3 separate regions of the Zea mays genome follow, and all the other regions are linked to region 1. The links are chromatin contacts, called in public Hi-C maps. All regions are on one chromosome and are shown on one strand. The core of a region is the stretch at or near the end of the contact, and the rest is flanking DNA. Distances in the headings are between cores, read along the strand shown.

Evidence for each region. Hi-C and Micro-C count contacts between places; a contact is called where the count stands out from the background.
Region 2: a contact with region 1 is called in a Hi-C map of ear, with 3 times the contacts expected there. The contact joins the promoter of LOC100304237 here to the promoter of LOC542663 in region 1. A contact is called at or near these places in 5 of 25 Hi-C or Micro-C datasets (bundle sheath, ear, leaf and 1 more).
Region 3: a Hi-C map of leaf shows a contact between it and region 1, with 2.4 times the contacts expected there. The contact joins the promoter of LOC100276397 here to the promoter of LOC542663 in region 1. A contact is called at or near these places in 4 of 25 Hi-C or Micro-C datasets (bundle sheath, ear, leaf and 1 more).

Annotation. Positions count from the first base shown.
Region 1 is chr5:101,210,371-101,213,022 of Zm-B73-REFERENCE-NAM-5.0, reverse strand. It overlaps LOC542663 (cinnamyl alcohol dehydrogenase), which reads left to right and starts at 1,335. Exons shown (of 4, transcript NM_001112184.2): 1 at 1,335-1,570. The coding sequence starts at 1,482.
Region 2 is chr5:101,709,218-101,711,869 of Zm-B73-REFERENCE-NAM-5.0, reverse strand. LOC100304237 (Ubiquitin-like superfamily protein) reads left to right here and starts at 1,333. Exons shown (of 5, transcript NM_001165682.1): 1 at 1,333-1,797; 2 at 1,905-2,004; 3 at 2,219-2,318. The coding sequence starts at 1,593.
Region 3 is chr5:100,851,357-100,854,008 of Zm-B73-REFERENCE-NAM-5.0, reverse strand. LOC100276397 reads right to left here and starts at 1,302. Exons shown (of 4, transcript NM_001150202.3): 1 at 940-1,302. The coding sequence starts at 1,218.

The sequences.
Region 1 (2,652 bases), core at 86-2,585:
ATAGAGAAACTCTCCTAATTGTAGCATGAATGAGATGACATTATAAAAGCCTTTGATGAGATTTTCTTCCGAGAAGCTGAAGCTCCTCAGATAGCCCAATGATATGTATGTAAGTGTATTTTTTTTAAAAAAAGCGGGCAAATGAAACTAAATCATCCTATCCCCTTTAATATACTGAGATGCCAATTAGTTGGTTGCCAGCCGGAGTATGGTGGATGGGATCCTCCTATTGGTTAAATTATGAATGAATTGTTTGGTTGCCCGGTCCAATCTTTCTTATGTCTGTTTCGTTTAGATCGTGTACACCACTTCTTATTGTTTAAATGGCCAATTTAATCGGGGCCTAAACGACATATGTGCCTCAATTTACCATACCAATGATGCCGCTTACGTGAATAGTTGAATACCGATACTACTACTACCGCACGCGTCATGGTTTAACCTTTTAACAGTTGGATTGAAACATCAGCGACCACTCGGCACTTGGGTGACAATTTGTCACACACCTCGTAGTCGAGTGGAAATGCACTTACCCAATTTCTCAACCCATAAGACTATTTCCAGCATCTCGATTAATCCCCATATTTAAAATCAACTTTCATAGTTTATATTGTGAAGTGTTTTATGTGACGACATTAGTGGATTTATGGACACGGTCTAAGGACCCGTGACTTGTATTTTTCTTCATTGACCTAGCTAGCTAGCTAGCTAGCATCGTGAAGCCACGCCCATGCGTTTGGTATCGTCCGAGTTGTGTACAATTTCCAGCCAGTGGAATCACAGTTATTGGATCATTTTGGTACGTATAACGTATTCTTTTTGTATTTCCTGTCTAAAGACATTAATTTCAGAGAAGCCGGGTCTATTTTAGAAGGGCTTGGCTTCTTCCCGTTTGGTAGACCTCCTCGAAAGACGAAAGTCTTACTTCCTCTGGTTTCCTATTAGTTATCGTTTTGAATAAAGTTCGAGTCAAACTTATAAAATTTTGACTACAAATAACTATTTTGTTATTTAGTTTTGGAACCTAATATTTATATGCACCAATTTGTTATAAAACGTACTTTTATAAAAGTATAAATGTATTAAGAGTTCATTTGTATTTTAACAAAAAATATTGGTCAAAGTTATATTTTGGAGACCGTGTCGTTGTCCTAAACGACAACTAATAGGAAACCGGAGGGAGTACTGATTTTCTCCTGCAGCGGGCACAGAAGATCATGCTGGAAAGGTAGTAGGTACAGGTAGCCTGGAGCGGAGGAGTTGCCACTTTGCACAGTGCCGATCGAGCTCGCAGCCACTATATAGCACGCACCCTGCTCAAGCATCTTTTCCTTACCCAGAAAGATCGCACTACCCGGCGCTCGCGCGGCTTTCTTTCCCAACTCCGACGAAGGCTAGCTACACCACCTGGTGCGGGCTCGTCTCCATCGCCCGCCACCCGCTCCGTCGTCGTCGTCCCCGCCGCGCCGATCCCGAATCGAATGGGGAGCCTGGCGTCCGAGAGGAAGGTGGTCGGGTGGGCCGCCAGGGACGCCACCGGACACCTCTCCCCCTACTCCTACACCCTCAGGTACTACGCCGCGCCGGCGCCCTCGTGTTTGTCCTCTCCTCCAGTCCCTCCCGTCTGTATATGTCCGACTGTCTCCGCCCTTTTGCAAACACGCAAATGGATGGATCCAGGAGGACGAGAGACGGTTAGTTTCTGCACGCGCCTCCTCCAGTAGTTCTCCGAGTTCTCGGGAAGAACAGAAAATTTGATTGATGTTTTTTTTGATGAAAAATAAAAAGGGACTTGGGGCATATTTTCGATCAACTTGCAACGGAAGATGACTAGGAGTACGTACGTAGCGTAGCGGCGGCGGGTTTTAATTTGGGGGAGCACTCTGTTAGTCTGTTGCATATATGGGAGTACCTGATTCGTTGCAGTTATTATTATCTATACGCGTACGATATGTTTTAGGGGGTGTTTGGTTGCTCCTGCTAAAGTTTAGTCCGGGTCACATCAAGCGTTTTACTTTTAAATAGGAGTATGAAATATAGACCCAACCAACTAGACTAGATTCGTCTCGTCTTTTAATCTTCGGCTGACAAATTAGTTTTATAATCCGACTACATTTAATACCCGGAACAGAGGTTCAAACATTCGATGGGACAGAGACTAAATTTTAGCAGGGTGTAACCAAACACCCCCTTAGTCCACAACAAGAGCATTATGCGCTGTGTTGCATCATGCATATATGATACGTCTTCAACTTCTTGCGGTCCAACTCTAGATAGTGCACATGCATATGCCAAATACGGATACTGGACAAGATAGCACACAAGCAGAGCAGGTTGGGCGAGCGTACACTGCACGTATGCTTCTCTTCTACATGGCATTTTGTTTCGAACATTAATATATGGGTACTGCTCCTGCACAGCACTGCACGTGCTTGACGTCTCGTACAGACCCAGCAGCGTGTGAACTTGTAGGTAAGATACGTAACTACTGATATCTGCAGCTACCTACCGCCTGTCGCGATCACCATCCATTTGTACTCGCAGTAATAATACCGATTACCCTTTTATTATTATTTCTCATGCCATCGACGACTACTAGCACTATCCAACGTACAACTGTGGCGCGATTCATATATGCATAATTCTACATGG
Region 2 (2,652 bases), core at 84-2,583, 500 kb before region 1:
GTTTCGCTATTCTAGCGAGGGGAACGTGTTTTTTCGGACCTTCGGTTAAAGGCCTTCGTTCGTTTTACAGTCTGAATTTGTTACAAAGAAACAAACTAATACTGCGAGGGGCTACTGTTGGGGGCCTTCGTCTTCCGAAGGTCCTAAAAAACACGGCTAACGACCATTTGTTATCAGCATGTTACTAAGTGTTACAGGAGCTTCGTCATCAGAAAAGCTCCGCGGATAATAATGGAAGTGCAACGAAGTAAGCTTCGTTATGTTGACGCATGAAGGCGACGTAAGGAGAAGGTATTGTCCAAGCTGCTAAGTGCAAATGACAATATTATCCCTGTGATATTTGTAAACTTTGTGTGTAATTTTTGAGGGCATGAATGTAATATCGTACGAAGTTGTACGACTGCCTATAAATAGATGAATAGTACTTTGTATTGTTCACGCTGGATTGGAATCGCATTCACGTTTTTTCCTTCGAACAAGCCGAAGGTACAGATGTAATGTACATTATGTATTACTTTATTAATATATGAGATGTATTATAATATTGTTTAACATTTGATATGAAATGAATAAATGACATAATGTTACATCTGTAACTATGCTTTTTATATTTATGAATGATGAAAACTTATTTTTTATGACATTCGTCTAAGACTCATTATACTCGAAGGAAGATAATGCGCCGAAGGATGAAGATCCTTAACGTTTAACAATTGTGTTGTCTTATTTTATGGTTCCCAGTAATAAAAAATAAGTGACCAACACGTATATCGATGGTGACTTTAATTTTTTTATTTTTTTGAAATTTTTTTAAATAAAACCAGCTAAATTTGATAAAAAAATAAATAAATTATAAATTAGGGCGGAGAGAGCAGATTGTATCATCCGCCAACATGTCATTAGTTACAACCTAGAGATGTAAATCCTTTGCTAGCGCCGTACCGTTCTTGTAAACTTGACGTATAACCGAAATAAATATAAAAGATAAATAACAATAACCATCAAGAGAATCAAGAGACTAGACGTCCTGTTCTGATAGACGAAAAGTTGACCTTTTCTTTATAACAAATAGTCGAGGAACAAAATACTCATTTTTTCTTTTCACTTTTCAGCCTCTCCCAAGTGGGCCGTGCTACCGTCGAGCGTGGCTCAAGCCCAAAACGCACTCGATTCGCGCCATCGCGTTGTCGGGCCACCAGCTCACGGCCGCGGGCCGCCGCCGCCAAGCGAAACGGCACGCAGGGGCTCTGTCGCCTCGCCTGTCGCCTCCAACGTGCAACGGCTACCGTTCCCTGCCCCCCGACTCCCCGAGGCACCCCCTCCTCCCTCCTCGGCGAAACGACAACCACCCCGCCGGGGAGGGTAATCCAAGCGAGGGCGAGCCATCACCGTGCTGTTCCTCGTTTGCTGTCGCCTCGAAGAGCCTCCTCCGTTCCCTCTCCCTCGACCGATCGGCCGGTCTCACGGGGCATTTCGCGGGGCTGGTCGATCTCTCCCCGCTCATTCTGTCAAGGGATTGGTCGGTTGCCGATTCCGTGCGGCCGGATAACTCGGATTTATTCAGTTTTTCGGGTTCGCTACATGCGTGTGCGATGCCGGCCAGCTCCCTCCCGGCGTCCCCCGACGCCACCGGCGACATTGGCGCCGCGCTCGAGCTCGATCTCGAGGATCTCGCCGCCGGCGGCGGCACGGACTGCATCGGCGCGCTCGCCTGCGGCAGGAGCAGCTTCTCCTACCGCCGCCTCCCGGAGCCCCGCCTCCGCCTCACCGTTCAGAAGCTTGACGACTCCTTCTTCGGTACCCTCCGGATTGATCCTTGCGCCATTTACTTTTCCCCGAAAGGGATCGTGGATTTTTTATAGGGTAATTGTGGATTTCTCCACGTTTTGCCCGCGCACAAACAGACATTGAAATCGCGCGGTCGGCCACGGTGTGGGAGCTCAAGGTGACCATAGAGAACTTGTTCTCCGCCCTCTATGACGACACCCAGAAGACCATCTCTTGGTACGCGCCCATGGATTATTTTTTTTCTGATTTTGTTTATCTCCTATTGATGGTCAGTATGAAAACCATGAACTATTGGGTTTGCATTTCGTTACCACGAAATCGTGTTATGTGGTTGTCGATTTCAAATTTGCTGTTGTCTGCTTAAATGCGACTCTGAAATCTGAATGATGTTGGCAACTTAAACTTCAAGGCTGTTGCTTGCTTGTTGTAGGAATCACGTGTGGAGTCACTTCTGCTTATGCTTCAAGGACGAGAGACTGACGGATGACAAGGCAACATTGCGTGGGTTTGGTATAAGAGATGGTGATGTGGTACATGCACTTCCTTAAACAGCCATAGGTTCTTGGATGCATTTTTCCTTTTAGTGCCGACTAATTCTGCTCTGTCTTGTGAGATAAGCCAGAATATTACTTACCCTGCTTCATTTACCAAATAGAAGTTCCTGGATGCATTTTGCCTTTTAGTGCCGACTAATTCTGCTCTGTCTTGTGAGATAAGACAGAATATTACTTTTCCTGCTTCATTTACCAAACAGAACAAATACTACATGCCAAGTATTTTTGTAAAACACAATCCCCTTCTCCCCCCTGCATCTGCACAAGCACAACAGATACATGCTCAGCTCGCTCGATTCAGGCTGACTCT
Region 3 (2,652 bases), core at 53-2,552, 360 kb after region 1:
AAATCTCAATTTCATGTGTAACCAAACAACAAAATTTAAGAAAGTTAATTCCCAATTCTGTGCTCCAAAGTCTACATCCAAATAATTTTTATACCTAAATTAAATGGCATATGAGTTAAAACTATTTTTTCATGCCTAAAGGGCATACCCAGTGCCACAGGCTTCCCATACTGTGCGGGGTCTAGGGAAGGTTATCTTTAAACGCCAAGCCTTACCAGCATAATATGGAGAGGCTGGGGCTCAAACCCGGGACCTTCCGGTTACAGACGATAGGGTCTACCAATGCACCAGGCCCGCCCTTCATTTTTTTCATGCCTCTTGTATTAAATAAGGAACCTAAGTGGTAAGTGCCATAGGCATGAACTAAGAAATCCTAATAAGCACATGGAACCAAACTGCAAGCATGCCTTCATTGATACTTTTAAAATTGGAAAGCAATAAAAGCTTAAGAAAAAATGACAGTCAGAAATTTGACACACTTTCAAAATCATTTAAACTTGGAAAGCAATAAAAGCTAAGGAAAAAATGACAGTCAGAAATTTGGCACACTTTCAAAATCACTGATGAACAAGAGTAACCATATCAACTATCTGACAACAAGCTGATGCTACAGTGGAGAATGAAGAATGATCAACTACCAACAAGATCTACCGTCAACTAGCTCCCCACAAATTTGTTTGTGTTCCTTTTCCCTAGGTTGTAACAATTCCTAAGCGACACAGCACCAGTTCCCTAAAACCAATCCTGCCCAAATGCATTTCCTCAAACAAGAAATCATCTTCATAGTCCGCAGCTAACTAGATTTCTTGATGAAAGGAGCCTCAGAATCTCACCAAGGTTGCCAGGGAGCACCGGAGCAAAAACCCTATTCCACCAACGGAACAGAGCCAGGGGCTTCGAACCAGTAGATCAAAGGAAGAAAAGGAACTAGCAAAGCACCTGCTCGAGCTTGACCCTCTCCACCTCCTGCTCGGTGGGTGGAGGCGTCGGGTAGAGCGGTCCCGACGAAGGTGAGGACGAAGGCGAGGGCGGGGCCGCCGCCACCGCCACTGTGAGGTGCCGCCGAACGCTTCCGTGGACCCCACAGGAGATGCAACTGGCGGCACCGAATAGGGGGCGGCAGACCTGCGACGCACACGCGGAGGCAGAAACCGCACGCTGCCGAAGCATCGCCGGCGTCGGCGGCGCGGCCCGCGCGGGGAGCAGGAGAGCCTGCATTTTGCGATGACGATGCTATCCCCTCCTGAATCGCCGTGTTACGTAACCCCCACCCCCTTCTCCCTCTCTCAATTTGTGATTTTCATGAGGGCCATCGACGTCCATGGGCTAATCCAGTCTGCCACAAAATAAGGCCGTATCAAGGCCTTGCTAAATAAAGCCCAGTTACTGTGATGTTATGTTTACAAATTACAAGGCTTTCAGGTCGACCTATGCAGAACTTAGGCCGTATTTGGTTCATTCTGGTTGTCAAATAAATTTTATGTGATACACATCCAAATGTTTTGTTTTATTTGTTACATTTTCTTGGATAGCGTGCCCTACACATATTCTCAAAATCTGCCTCTTCCCAAACACTGCCTTTAAAATTGTGGCCTTAAATTTGTGCTTTTCGGGGCAAATAATTATCCCAGTATCATTGCTTTTTCTTTTTAGGATTGGGACATTTAGGCCCTATTAGTGTTTGGGACTACTTCAATTTTAAAAAAATTTGATGAAACAGTAATTAAAAGCTTTACAAAATCATGAAGCTGAAGTTAAAAACTTTTAGAATACATTTAGATAACATTTTGTTTTTTATTTAGATTAAAAATATTTTTAAACCATTTAAATTTATATTATATACCACAATTTCGCGCTGAATTTGGAACTCAGAGTAGCGCCAAACACCCACTTAACTTTACTTAATTTGGACTTATTCGGCACAATTCCACTTTAATACTGAACATGTTTTCTGTTTTGTTGATGTTGTTGTTTTAGCTTTGTAAATTTTATCGGCGGAGCTGAAGTTATTGTATTAAACAGTTTAGCAAAACAGTTTTATACAGAGCTCTTCTAGTGTACGTCGCACGTCTTGTGCTTGATGTCAAATTTGACTGTGAGTTCTTAAATTCTATATAAACATTGTATATGAGTTAATACGAAACGTATAGTATATATATGTATGTAATAGAAAATAGATGATAAGCAAAAGTATATATATGAAAATTTGCATGTACAGAGGTAATGCAACGTATGTACGATTGTAGAAGTAGGCACAAATAGGATCATAGAAAAACATGTTAACAAGATATTAATTAAATATATTTCTAGAGGCATTGTACTTATATCAGCATAATTATGTGTTGAGCACTATATATATGTTACCTGGCAAGGTCGGACAGTCCGGCTCCATGGCTGGACTGTCCGTGTCGTAGACACGGACAGTCTACGATTAGATCAGAGCAGATGGTTTAATCCCTCTTTCTACGATTAAATCTGTGGATTTTGTTGAGGGATGCTTAGAAATGGATCCAGATCTATATCTATATATATATATATATATATATATATATATATATATATATATATATATATATATATATATATATATATATATATATACTGTATTTATATATTACATCTGGGTGCATTCAATATAGAGAATGCACCCAG